Regions from separate parts of the Mus musculus genome. Here all the other regions are linked to region 3. A link is a contact called in public Hi-C and HiChIP or PLAC-seq data. All regions are on one chromosome and are shown on one strand. Each heading gives the region's core, a stretch centred on a gene start, on an enhancer-like site or on the middle of the called end of the contact. The rest is flanking DNA. Distances are from core to core; before and after follow the strand shown. Region 1 overlaps Ext1 (exostosin glycosyltransferase 1). Region 2 overlaps Samd12 (sterile alpha motif domain containing 12). Region 3 holds the start of Ext1 (exostosin glycosyltransferase 1). Region 4 has its middle 68 kb from the start of Gm41323.

Evidence for each region. HiChIP or PLAC-seq counts read pairs in DNA pulled down with a chosen protein or histone mark. Hi-C and Micro-C count contacts between places; a contact is called where the count stands out from the background.
Region 1: a contact with region 3 is called in an H3K4me3 HiChIP or PLAC-seq map of forebrain, with 3 times the contacts expected there. The contact joins the enhancer-like site here to the promoter of Ext1 in region 3. A contact is called at or near these places in 12 of 39 promoter capture datasets (the 3T3-L1 cell line, 3T3-L1-derived adipocytes, the C10 cell line and 7 more), 1 of 15 datasets of contacts at CTCF or cohesin (the NIH/3T3 cell line), 12 of 484 Hi-C or Micro-C datasets (the 3T3-L1 cell line, 3T3-L1-derived adipocytes, CD4 T cells and 9 more), 18 of 115 datasets of contacts at active chromatin or transcription factors (the 230-238 cell line, bone marrow-derived macrophages, embryonic forebrain and 12 more) and 2 of 9 other capture datasets (adipose tissue and macrophages).
Region 2: a contact with region 3 is called in a Hi-C map of pancreatic cancer cells, with 5 times the contacts expected there. The contact joins the enhancer-like site here to the promoter of Ext1 in region 3. A contact is called at or near these places in 5 of 39 promoter capture datasets (the 3T3-L1 cell line, 3T3-L1-derived adipocytes, the C10 cell line and 1 more), 7 of 484 Hi-C or Micro-C datasets (brown adipocytes, cortical neurons, embryonic fibroblasts and 4 more) and 7 of 115 datasets of contacts at active chromatin or transcription factors (the NIH/3T3 cell line, bone marrow-derived macrophages, large pre-B cells and 3 more).
Region 4: a contact with region 3 is called in a CTCF HiChIP or PLAC-seq map of the NIH/3T3 cell line, with 12 read pairs. The contact joins the enhancer-like site here to the promoter of Ext1 in region 3. A contact is called at or near these places in 4 of 39 promoter capture datasets (the 3T3-L1 cell line, hippocampal neurons and second pharyngeal arch cranial neural crest), 2 of 15 datasets of contacts at CTCF or cohesin (the NIH/3T3 cell line and pro-B cells), 17 of 484 Hi-C or Micro-C datasets (the C2C12 cell line, CD8 T cells, the MC3T3-E1 cell line and 8 more), 10 of 115 datasets of contacts at active chromatin or transcription factors (bone marrow-derived macrophages, embryonic forebrain, embryonic stem cells and 6 more) and 2 of 9 other capture datasets (embryonic stem cells and macrophages).

Annotation. Positions count from the first base shown.
Region 1 is chr15:53,067,524-53,070,223 of GRCm38.p6, forward strand. It overlaps Ext1 (exostosin glycosyltransferase 1), which reads right to left. Exons shown (of 11, transcript NM_010162.2): 11 at 738-1,326. The coding sequence ends at 1,141. Among named protein-coding and RNA genes, the nearest start is that of Gm41323, 140 kb to the left of the region's middle. Within about 2 kb of position 1,333, at least 10 of the 459 cell types and tissues checked have an H3K27ac peak or open chromatin away from gene starts, as enhancers often do. A contact at or near this core is called in forebrain, where this site is marked.
Region 2 is chr15:53,616,841-53,619,540 of GRCm38.p6, forward strand. All of the region lies in intron 4 of Samd12 (sterile alpha motif domain containing 12), which reads right to left. Among named protein-coding and RNA genes, the nearest start is that of Mir28c, 3.9 kb to the left of the region's middle. Within about 2 kb of position 1,406, at least 37 of the 459 cell types and tissues checked have an H3K27ac peak or open chromatin away from gene starts, as enhancers often do. A contact at or near this core is called in the NIH/3T3 cell line, embryonic fibroblasts, neural progenitor cells and 3 more, where this site is marked.
Region 3 is chr15:53,344,827-53,347,526 of GRCm38.p6, forward strand. It overlaps Ext1 (exostosin glycosyltransferase 1), which reads right to left and starts at 1,357. Exons shown (of 11, transcript NM_010162.2): 1 at 1-1,357. The coding sequence starts at 537.
Region 4 is chr15:53,000,553-53,003,252 of GRCm38.p6, forward strand. No RefSeq gene overlaps it. Among named protein-coding and RNA genes, the nearest start is that of Gm41323, 68 kb to the left of the region's middle. Within about 2 kb of position 1,294, at least 32 of the 459 cell types and tissues checked have an H3K27ac peak or open chromatin away from gene starts, as enhancers often do. A contact at or near this core is called in the C2C12 cell line, the NIH/3T3 cell line, embryonic fibroblasts and 1 more, where this site is marked.

The DNA.
Region 1 (2,700 bases), core at 83-2,582, 280 kb before region 3:
AAGTCTTCACATGTTTCTGATTAATTTGATTGTCTTTTTTTTTTCTTGTATAAAACAGTGTTTAACCCAAATTGGAATGAGTTCTGTGGCAAGGCATGCCCTCAGTTAGGTACTTCACAAGCACCCTTTGGTTAAATGGTGTGGATTTACACATAACTGCTTCTTTCTTAACAGAGAAGCCTTTGCCATTTGAGTCTTTCACAAACATTAAACCGCTTGTCTTATAAATAATCTGGACTCATTTTTTTTTTCCTTTTGGCCTCTAACACATAGGATTTCCCCATTAAATATATGGGTCAGTGGTTGAATCTATGGGCCAACCACTAGGAAGTATAGGGTTTCAGTTGTGGGACGTCCATCACTAACATGCTGGGAGTTGTTTGGTTCTCTGCTCAACATTTCTTAAATCTACCAGTGTTTGCTTGGTCTAACTCCCCCCACCCATCCCCATGTAAAAAGATTACCAAATTTCTATTAAAGTTCTGAGTTAGATCTGCTTATCTGGAGTCAACACTTTCATGCAGCAACAGTTTAGAGACCAAGGGGATCCGAACATCTAAACTGGAATGTGAAATTGTCTTAGTGTGTGCCAAGTTCCTTGCTGACACTATGTCAAATAACTGATTGTGTTTCCCGTGATGTCTGTTGCTGTCACTGCAGGAAATCCTGGGTGACCCATGGCAATCATGTCTGTAGGGAGGGGGGCAGCAGCTTGGAAATATACACAACCAACACAATTTTGATTAAAGAAAGAACTCTGGTTTTTAATAGTTTTGATCATTAAAAAAGTTTAAACCTGCATAGCAATCATTTCAAAAATAATTATTTAATGTTCCATAATTAAACTGTACACAACCTAGTTGTGGGACACAGAAGCCAGTGAGGTGAATGGAGCAGTCTGGCGCAGCCCCAGGAGCCAGGATTCCAGCCGAGTTTTGTCACTGTGTTCATCTAAGCTGTTTATTTTTTCCTTTTTCTTTTTTTGTCTTTTTTGTTTTTTTTGTTTTTTGATTTTTTTTGATTTTTTGATACTTGGCACAGTCTGGCTCCACTGCTGGGCGTGAGCGGATCTGCATTGGGAAGGAGGAGAGAGCAGCTGGACGCCCGTCTTGCTTCCCCTCCCCCACTCGGTGGGCTTCCTCAAAGTCGTTCAATGTCTCTGTATTTCTTCCTCAGAATTGAGACTTGGTCTTTAAAGAGGACCGGGTCCAGCCTCATCTGAGAATGGATCAGCGGCATGTAGCCAAACCAGCTGGCAAATGTATTCATGCAGCTCTGTCGCTGGGCAAAGTGGTCAGGGTCGGCCCAGCGGGATGCTCGGGAAGTCTGGGGAGAAGGAGACAAATAAGGAAGACAGTGAGAGAGAGAAGGCAGGGGGAGGAAGCACTGTAGCTGGATCTGCTAAAGACCAGCGGCAGAACCTGGCAGAACGTGTGGCCTCGTTGCCAAGCCTGTCCATCTACAAAGCTGGGGAAGGCAAGGCTTAGGCATGCCCACTTACCTTTGGCTGAAGTCGAGATGTGGCATCTTGACCAATGACCAAACGCACCTAATCTTTCGAAGCTTTCTGAAGCTCAGATGATCGAGCCACGGCCCTCGGCCCTCTACCAACGGGCTCTCAACTACTACAGTCACTAAACAGAACATTCTCTTTTATATCTGAAATCAAAGCTATGACTCACAATGAAGTCTTTGCTTCAAAGGTAGTTTTCTAAATACTTATGTGAAATTTCTTTAAGCATAGATTTAATTTTAATTATGTGTGTGAGACTCCACACGTTGTATATGTGTGCATGGGTGTCTTTGGAGGCTACATGAAGGCATGAAATGCCTCGGAGCTGGAATCACAGAAAGCTCTAAGTCATCTGACATGTACACCGGGACCTGACCTCTAGTCCTCTTCCAGAGAAGCAAGCATTCTTAACTGCTGAGACATCTCTCCAGCCTTCTAAATCCCAGGTGTTAACACGGTTGATGTGTGGAGACATGGGCTGTGGACTTGGACTTTAAGCATCTAACTTTCCACCTTTATCAAGTTCCCACCGAATGGCTTGTTTAAAAAGATGCATGCATAACGCAAGAACAAACGAAACCCTTACACTTCACTCATGGCTAGAGCTACAGAGCACATAAACCCACACTCCCTTATAGACTTTCTCTACTCTACTGAGATGACTGAGAGACAAAAGTGACTCAGATCCAGTGACACAGTGCCTATGTCTACAAGACTGATTCTACAGTAAATATTAAAATTCTGCTCATTAACCTAACAATTGTCTTTTCAATGCCACTAAATGCCAACAGTTGTTTTAAGTAATAGATGGTCTCAGGTTATCAAAGTTAAAAAAGAAAAAAAGGCTACCATCTTTTTAGTTATATTGCCTCTAAAGCTGTCAAATATTATTTAGACAACATAAATGATGGAAATTGACTTGATGACTTCCAGGTAGGGTTGGGGAAGGAACAAACTTAAGTTTTCTTTAAGGGACAGGCCACTGAGAGTTTGAGTGGATATATAGATGACAGTAACTGGACTTGTGTTTGTTTGTTTCTCTTGTTGCTGGTTTGCTGGGAAGGGAGATCACAAGTGCAGGGTGTGGGGTGCTCACACTCAACATGCAAGGATTATAAACACGGGTAAATAAGCAGCTGTTTACTATGTGTATGTGTTTGTGTGGTCTAGAAACATACTTTCATGAA
Region 2 (2,700 bases), core at 156-2,655, 270 kb after region 3:
TGCTGCCATCATTACAACGTAGCCATTGGGTCATCTGATCTTTCATTTGAACCTCCCATGTAAGCTTAATAGCCCATTTCTTTTTAAAGGTTAGCTACTTCAGGTGTTCTATCATGATTAGCCCAAAGCAGGCCAATAAAAACATGCTTTTCAGAAAGAGAGCCAAATTGAGCACAGACAGTAAGTATGCTGCCTGCCTTTCTAAACAAGTATTGATTAGGGTTATAATAGAATCAAGAGAAGTCTGTGTATGGTAGACTCCATTTCCCTGACTTAGCATGGAAAAGTGCTAAGTGCAGAAATGAACTTTCTACTCCCAATGTTGCATGAAGTAGCTAAGTGAGGTTATACACTCACTCATTTTTCTCTGTTAAAATCTGTTTACTCTTCTGTATGATAAGGAGGGTTGACTTGAGACTCAACAATGGATAGAGAAATTCCTTGCATCTTGTGTCAGAGTCAGACCCACTCATTACTCAGAGCACAAATTTTCCCACTAAATTCTGGTCTCACAATCTTCAGCAACTTAGCTACTTACAAAAGAAGGTAGTCAGCAAATGGACCACTTCCTGGCCACTTTTCTCGCTGCCTATGCAGCTGTATTATGAAAATGGTTATAAAATGTACTTCTGGAGAAGGGGAAAGAGTTTCAGGGCAGGAGGTGTCCAGAAATAGCAGCATGGACTCAAAAGGGTAAGAATGTCAAACTGTCTCTAGCCAGTCTCAGGCCTGTCCTGGTTACCATGGTGATAGACACCATGTGTAATTGCCTCTAGGGGGTTTGGCAGGAGGGACAGGACTGGGATTAGAATAAGCAATATTGTGGGTGTACACCTGCATGAACTCTGGAAGGCCTCTTTAAATTTTATGACAAGCACTTCTACTGATTCATCTAAGACCCAGCCTTAAAAAGTATTAGAACAATGGAACAGCAACACTGCTGTGAATTTATTTCTTCACTGGAGACTCCTTGGCTGTCTAAGAGTGGTTTGTGTAGGAGGGGAAATGTGGACAGAATAAGCTAGTCTTTGACTTACTAAGGAGCATTTGCTATAAAGGACAACAGCTCTAGATCTTCTTTGATTAGTTATGCAACTTTGGTCAACTCGAGGTCTCGGCTTTTTAATCTGTAAGCAGGAATAAGAAACTCTTTGGAGGGATGTTGTAAAGTTGGGAACGTACATGCATCTGCCACCTGACACACAGGACAGTAAGTGGCCATTACAAGGAAATTCCTTCTTTTTGAACACTATTCTCTATCTTATGACTGCTAGGAAATGAAGGAAACATTGAACACAAACATTAAAGCCCCAAATGGGTGTGGAAATCCATGTCCCTGTGCAGAGGAAGCCTGGCGAGTCTTTACTGCATTGTTGACTTTGTGACTCACAGCTCCATTATTCCATCTCATCCCATCCTGCTCAGGTTGGACATTATGGGAGAAGGCTGAAAGTACAATACTGGGATCTCCCAGTGTTGCCAAAGTTCCTGGAAAATGGAATAATAAACACTGGATGACTTAGGTGAGAACTATGGCTACTATTTACTGGCGTGACTAGGCTATGCATGGCCTAGTGTTGGGTATTTTATTAGCACTGTCGGAGGCAGTCTTAACCCCAAGAGAGTTAGTTGTTACTAGTCTCACCTTATAGGTGAGGCCAAGGTTACTAGATTGTAGAAAGGGAAAACATTTTGGACTTTTATGTGACTTGTTCATCTTTATTTACTGCTGGTCATTCAGCACTTTTCCTCTCCTCAGGGAATTTCACAAGAACAAATGAATAATCAGTTTACTAATATGAGACCCAAAATAACATAACATAACATCATGTTTCACAGCCAAATATGACAGTAAACTCTTTGGGACTACCAGCTTTGTTTTGTTCTTTCTTGTATCACTGTTGTTAAGTACAACGACTGAGCTTTAGTATTTCATTCATTATGTATTAGGTGTATAATTAAATCAAGTGTTAAGTTTCCAGGCATATCCACAGAGATATTTGGTGAAAATCCAAAGATCAGAAACATGTCAAGGATATGATGGAGCAGAACCTAGAACAAAACCTGGGTTTAAATGGAAAGGTCAAAGAAAACAAAGTTAAGAAGAAGAAGAAGAAGAAGAAGAAGAAGAAGAAGAAGAAGAAGAAGAAGAAGAAGAAGAAGAAGAAGAAGAAGAAGAAGACCAAACAAACATAGGAGGCAAGAGGCGGCCTGTGCATCAGTAATGAGACACCGAGGATTATCTGCCCAACCAGTTAGCTAGGCAAGGTGTCAAAGCATGCGGTTCAAGACCCATTATCAGGAAATTGGTAAACAGGGGCCCTAAAAACTAGGTAAATGGAAAACAGAGTTGGCTGGTCTAGACATTCAAAAAGGAGTCAAAAAAAGAAACCTAGCTCACAGGAGGCACAACATTTCAGCAAGCGTAGAGGATATGCAAGTAAAACTTTTGGCATTAGAGAACCACAAAAAAGGAAGGCAACTCCACCAAGAAAAATGTGGATGGGAAGTACCAAGAAAGGTGCTTGGAGCAGCACATGCTGGGACTAATTACCATCTCTGCTTGTTTTTTTCATGCACCACAGCAGTCTCTTTACTCTCAGGAGGCCCTGATACAGCTGTATATGCTATCAAATGAACTCAAGGAAATCCTACTTACTGAGGCAGATATGAGACTCAAAGAGGCATGTAGTCTCTTCA
Region 3 (2,700 bases), core at 107-2,606:
CTGCACTTTGGATCTCAAATTGTGCACATACTGAGGTGATAACTGGTCTCTGTCTAAAGTATCCAGACTCAAGACAAAGAGGCACGCCTGGCTGGGGTCCGAGGTGTAGAACCTGGAGCCCTCGATGGCCGCTAGAATGTTTTGGTAACTTTCGGCGATTTTCTCCCCTTTCTGCTGCGGGTACACGTAGACTTTGAAGCCGTTTTTCTTGCAAAGGGTGAAATCGAAGCAGGACTCCATGCGGCACTTCTTGCCTTTGTAGATGCTCGAGTTGGCGTCTCGCTTCTGCCGGGGGGAAATGTGCACGCTGGAATCCTCGTTTTCCAATTGATCCCAAGGAAAGAAAGGGCGCAGAGCGTCCGGGAAGCGGGGCCAGAAATGATCCGGACTGGGCTGGTGCAAGCCATTCCGACCACTGTGCTCTTCTCTCCGGCTGTGGCTCCTCGATGCCCTAAACTGCACGCCTCCAAAATAAAACAAAAGGGCGAGACAAGAGCCAGCTGAGAGCAGGATGAAATAGCGTTTTTTGGCCTGCATGTGTCCTGCCTGGGTCAAGAGGATTGTAAATAAACACAAGAATCACCCAAGTTTCCCAATCAACACTTTCAGCTCCAGTCCGCCATCTTCCCGCCTGTAAAGACTTCAAACTCTCCGCTCCCACCTTCTCTGGATGCCTTTCCCCAAGCCGTGGACTGATCCAGCGCATGTGGGCGATTTCTTTAACTTTCTCCCCTTCGGTCTTTCATCTTTGGGCTGCACAATGCACGGGAGAGAGCCGGGCAGAAGATCTCGCACCCAGGGCGGGCGAACAGCGGACTGTAATTTTCTTGCATGCAACAAGACGGAGGAAAAGAAAGAGAGCAGGGAAGAAAAAGCTCCCGATACCCAATCAATGGCAAGACGAAGTGACTGCCTCTCCGCTCGGATTCCTCTCGGCGGCGTGGAGAACGAGCCCGGGGAAAGCAACTTCAACTCATCCACACTCCGGTGCAGAGCACTACGGTTCCAACAAGTCAATCCGCCCCGGCTTCAGCCGGCTAGTGCATCTTGCAGCTGGGGCGCCGTAACCTCACAAATCCCTGCATGTCTCTTTATTCCCTTCTGCAGCGGCTCCCACACTCCGCCGGTGTTTACTCCTGCGCTCACGGGGCCGGCTCCCCGGGCGCGCGGCGGCCCGGCCGGCGGCACGAGGCGGCGCGGGGCGGCGGCGGCGGCGCGTCCTCCCCGCGGGCAGTGCCGGCCCCGAGCGGTGCTTCGCAGGCCCCGCGCTATCACTGCCGACCGCCGCGTTCGGTCGCCGAATGTTACCCGGTTCTGAATGTTACACTTACACATTCCATTCCCGACACGACAGCGCTGACCTCATCCATCCACGCAGCCCGCGCTGCCATTGGCCGGGCGTCACGTCCGGGTGGGGCGGGGCTTCCGCTGCGCCCATTCATAACCCCCGGCGGCCGGCAGAGGCGCCGGCGCGGCGCGGCGCGGCGCGGGCGCGGGGACCCAGGAGCGCACGGGCGGCGGGCGGAGCGCTAGCCGGCCGGGCGTCGCCCACCGCCGGCCTTCTGCACGCCGGGCCGGGAATGCAACCCGGACCAGACGGGCCCCAGAGGCGCGGGAGGAAGTGTGGGGACGTGGCCAGCAGCCCGCTGCTCGGGATGCCCCGGGTCTCCACGAGCCGGGAACGCCTCCCCGCCGGGAGGCTGAGAGGACCGGTTCCTGGAGAAGGATGCCTTGAAAATGGAGAAGCGAGGGGAAGGGGGGTGGGGACTTCATGGAAAGCGAGCGCAGGTCGGGATGTCTCTCCCCCCACACTTGGACCCGCTGAGGACCAATTTTTTGGTGGGTCTTGTTTTTAACGTTTAAGTGGTCTTTCTAATTCCCCTATGTAATCCACCTATTTTTCTGTCTTCCTCGCCGAGACACCCTAATCCTCAACAATAAGGAGGAATTGTCACAGTCCGATGGATCTGTGGCTGAGTGTGAGAAGACACCTCCTAAAGCCATCTGATCTGCGTGCCCTCTCTTCCATTCCCGAATCCCTCCCACCTGTTCTATTCACTGATATTGGGCCGGGAGGGATCTAATGGCTGAAAAGAAAGCCATTTCATTTTGCCCCCATCGGTGTTGTTATTCTTCCTGAGGTGGTATTTTTAAGATGTCACCTGGCCCTAGCTGTAGAAGGGAACCTTTGAAGCAAAAAAAAAAAAAAAAAAAAAAATGTATTTACAATAAATGTGCCACGGTTCCTTCAATTGACCTTCCTTCTGTCGACTCCCCTGCCCCAAGCCCCTGTCATTCTGAGTGAACTTAATTGGATGATTCTGAAAGGAACCTCCAGGACCTCCAAGCTGTGCTAGACTCCCAAGCATTACCTGGCCTCACAGCCTGAATTCTGGCTTAGAACACTTACCCACCCTAGCCTCAGAGCCTGGCCAAGCTGGACAAGCAGTTGCCTAGGGCAGCAAGCTGTTTAGTGATTGTTTATTGTGGGAGTGAGTGAGCTGGGAGCAGACACATCCCTACCTCCCTCGGGCTACTGAAAACCCCAGCCGGTTGTGTACCCATGGTATGGTTATAATAAGGCAGAGTGGAAAGTTTTCAACCTTTGTTGTTTCAGATTTGTTTGAATAAAGAAGGGAAGAGATATTGGGTGGGATATTTTGGTACATTCTGAAACCTCTGCCCATTTTGAACCTGCCA
Region 4 (2,700 bases), core at 44-2,543, 340 kb before region 3:
GGAGGACACGGTCAACCAGAGAGCATCTCTGAGCAGGGGTTGCTCTGGCGGGTATCTGATGGAGACACTGCTTTGTCATGCTTCTAAAGAGAATATAAGCAGACAGCCTCACAGTCTCGCAGGGAGAAATACTTCCAATTCTAGGAGTCAGCGCAGAGGAAAGACAAAGCAGACCACCCACAGCAACGATGCTATGTTATAATCCCCTCATCTGTCACCAGCATTCATACATTGACCTTGCCTTTAGCCTTCCTGGAGCTGGATCAGGTGCTCCATGCTACAGTTGGTGGAAACAGATATCACATGTCTATTCACTCACAGTAAGTCATGTAGCCTGAGAACTCCTGAAATGGTCTCTCCTTGATTTCTCAATCACCAGTGCACATAACTTCTCCAAATCAAAGCACCAGTAACAAAAGCCAGCCACGGGAGTCGAGTCAGGAGTTAGAGTGAGGCTGGGACTTCTGCCCTTTCCTCTTCATTTCCACTTTGTTTTATAAGCTAATGAGTGCATAATTTCCTTTGCCAGGATCTTCTGAAGGGTGTTTTGATTTTGGGTTAAGTTACCAAGGAGATTCTGAAACAGAAGGTGAACAAATCCTTTACTCACGGACACAAGGAAAGCTTGGGATAGTCCTCATTTGCTCCATCAGCCCCACTTCTCATATTTATATTTGAACTGCCATAGCCTGGGTTCTCATGGAGAAGAAGGACACTGGAATGTGCAGTAATGAGATAGACCTCTTCCTTCTAAAGCAAAGCAATCTACCTGTCCCATAAAGCTGACTGTGCTGCTAAAACATAGTGGCGGGGAAAGATGCCAAAATAAATCATTCACGAGATTTAAAGATGCTCCCCAAAGGAAGTGCTCTCTCATGAGGATAGTTAGAATATCTACCTGCCATTGAAGGATATGCAAGCCGCCCCTTACACCAATGTGAGCCTCTTGTAACCAGGGAGGGTCACAGAGATTCAATTCCATAAAAAGCAGCTTGTAAAAATAAAATTCAATTCTTGGCTTGTGTTGCAACACTTCCTCTGTTCCAAACTTAATACTGGAGCCACCCACAGGACCGCTGTCACAGCCAAATACAGTAGGGAATCAAGTCTTCTCACAGGAGGCCATCAAGAAGAGCCCCACTGCCAGCATCAGGTAACAGTACAAACAGGCTGTGGAGGCCCCAGAGCAGGATCGCTGTGTTTGCCTCATCTTGACAAGCCAGAGATGCTCTACAGGCCTTCTCAAAGTATTATTCATAAATATAATACTGTAGACCACAGAGACAGCTATTCCCTGGCACTCAGAACTTCTGACTCTGGAGGAAGCAATTCTCAGTTTGCCAGACTCTGTGAACCCAAAATGATGACCACAGAGAAAAAGACCTCTCATGTGATCTCTGTCTAACCCATAGTACTCATTCAGTTGCCGTGATGTATTTGCTCTCCTGTATAATTTACTAATGTTATCCAAATATAATTCTTCTCTTCTCAGCTAGACAGTAAATTATATGACGTCAGATACCGTCCAGCCCCAGACATCAACTTTAAGCTATTAGAACCAACCTCCTTAAACAAACTTCACATCATTTGCCTTCAAAGAGAGAACTGTATTCCAATATGTTGCATCATTCATGCCACAGTCATGATTCATTTGCTCTAATTTATATCATTTCTTGCTCCCTGAGCTGTTTTTCTCTTTTAATATTTCTCAATCTTCCTTCTTGTAAATGATCTAGTCTTGCTTCTTATATTAGCCTTGAACATGAGAATTTTCCGAGCATCTAACAAGAGAGCTGGCTCTGAAGACAAACATCCTGAATCTAAATCCTAATACCATTATGATGGTTTGTATATTCTTGGGCCAGGAGTGCCACTATTATGAGGTATGGCATTGTTGGAATAGGTGTGTAACTGGGGACATGGGCTTTAATACCCTAGTCCTAGCTGCCTGGAAGCCAGTCTTCTAGTAGCTTTCAGACAAAGATGTAGAACTTTCAGCTCCTCTTGCACCATATCTGCCTAGATACTGCTATGCTTCTGCCTTGATGATAATGGACTGAACCTCTGAACCTGTAAGCCAGCCCCAATTATATATTGTCTTTAAAAGAGTTGCCTTGGGCATGGTATTTGTCCATAGCAGTAAACCCTAATGATAACAAACACCATTTATCAACAAAGTGATCCTAGGAAAGTTATTTTAGTTTATGTAACCTTAGTTTTCTCAGCAATAAAATGATATCCATAACAGCACCTATTTTCTTGAATTGAGCAGATAAAATGGCTTTTTAAGCAAGACAATCTGAGTAATACCCAATACTATAGATGTGTTCAATAATTATCATAAGTTGAACAATTTTTGGCCCTTCACTGGCCATGTGGATGCTTTAATGTTTAGTGGACGTAACAATATTCAGTGTAGCTTGTCTCCCAGATAGTTTACACATGATAATCTACTCCAGGATTACTCCAAAAGATGGAAGAGACCACCTCCTCTTCTCTTACACAAACAGGACATCCTCTGCCTGATACAGAGAAAGTTTAGTGTGAACATCGTCTCATCTGGTGATTGATTTCTTGTGGGTCCCAGATTTATTAAATGGAGCACCACAGAGCTTTAGTAAAATTAAACACAAAAGAGTCTTCTTTTCCCCTATAGATTGATTTTCTATCAAAGAAACACCTAACTTGTGCTTCTCTGCA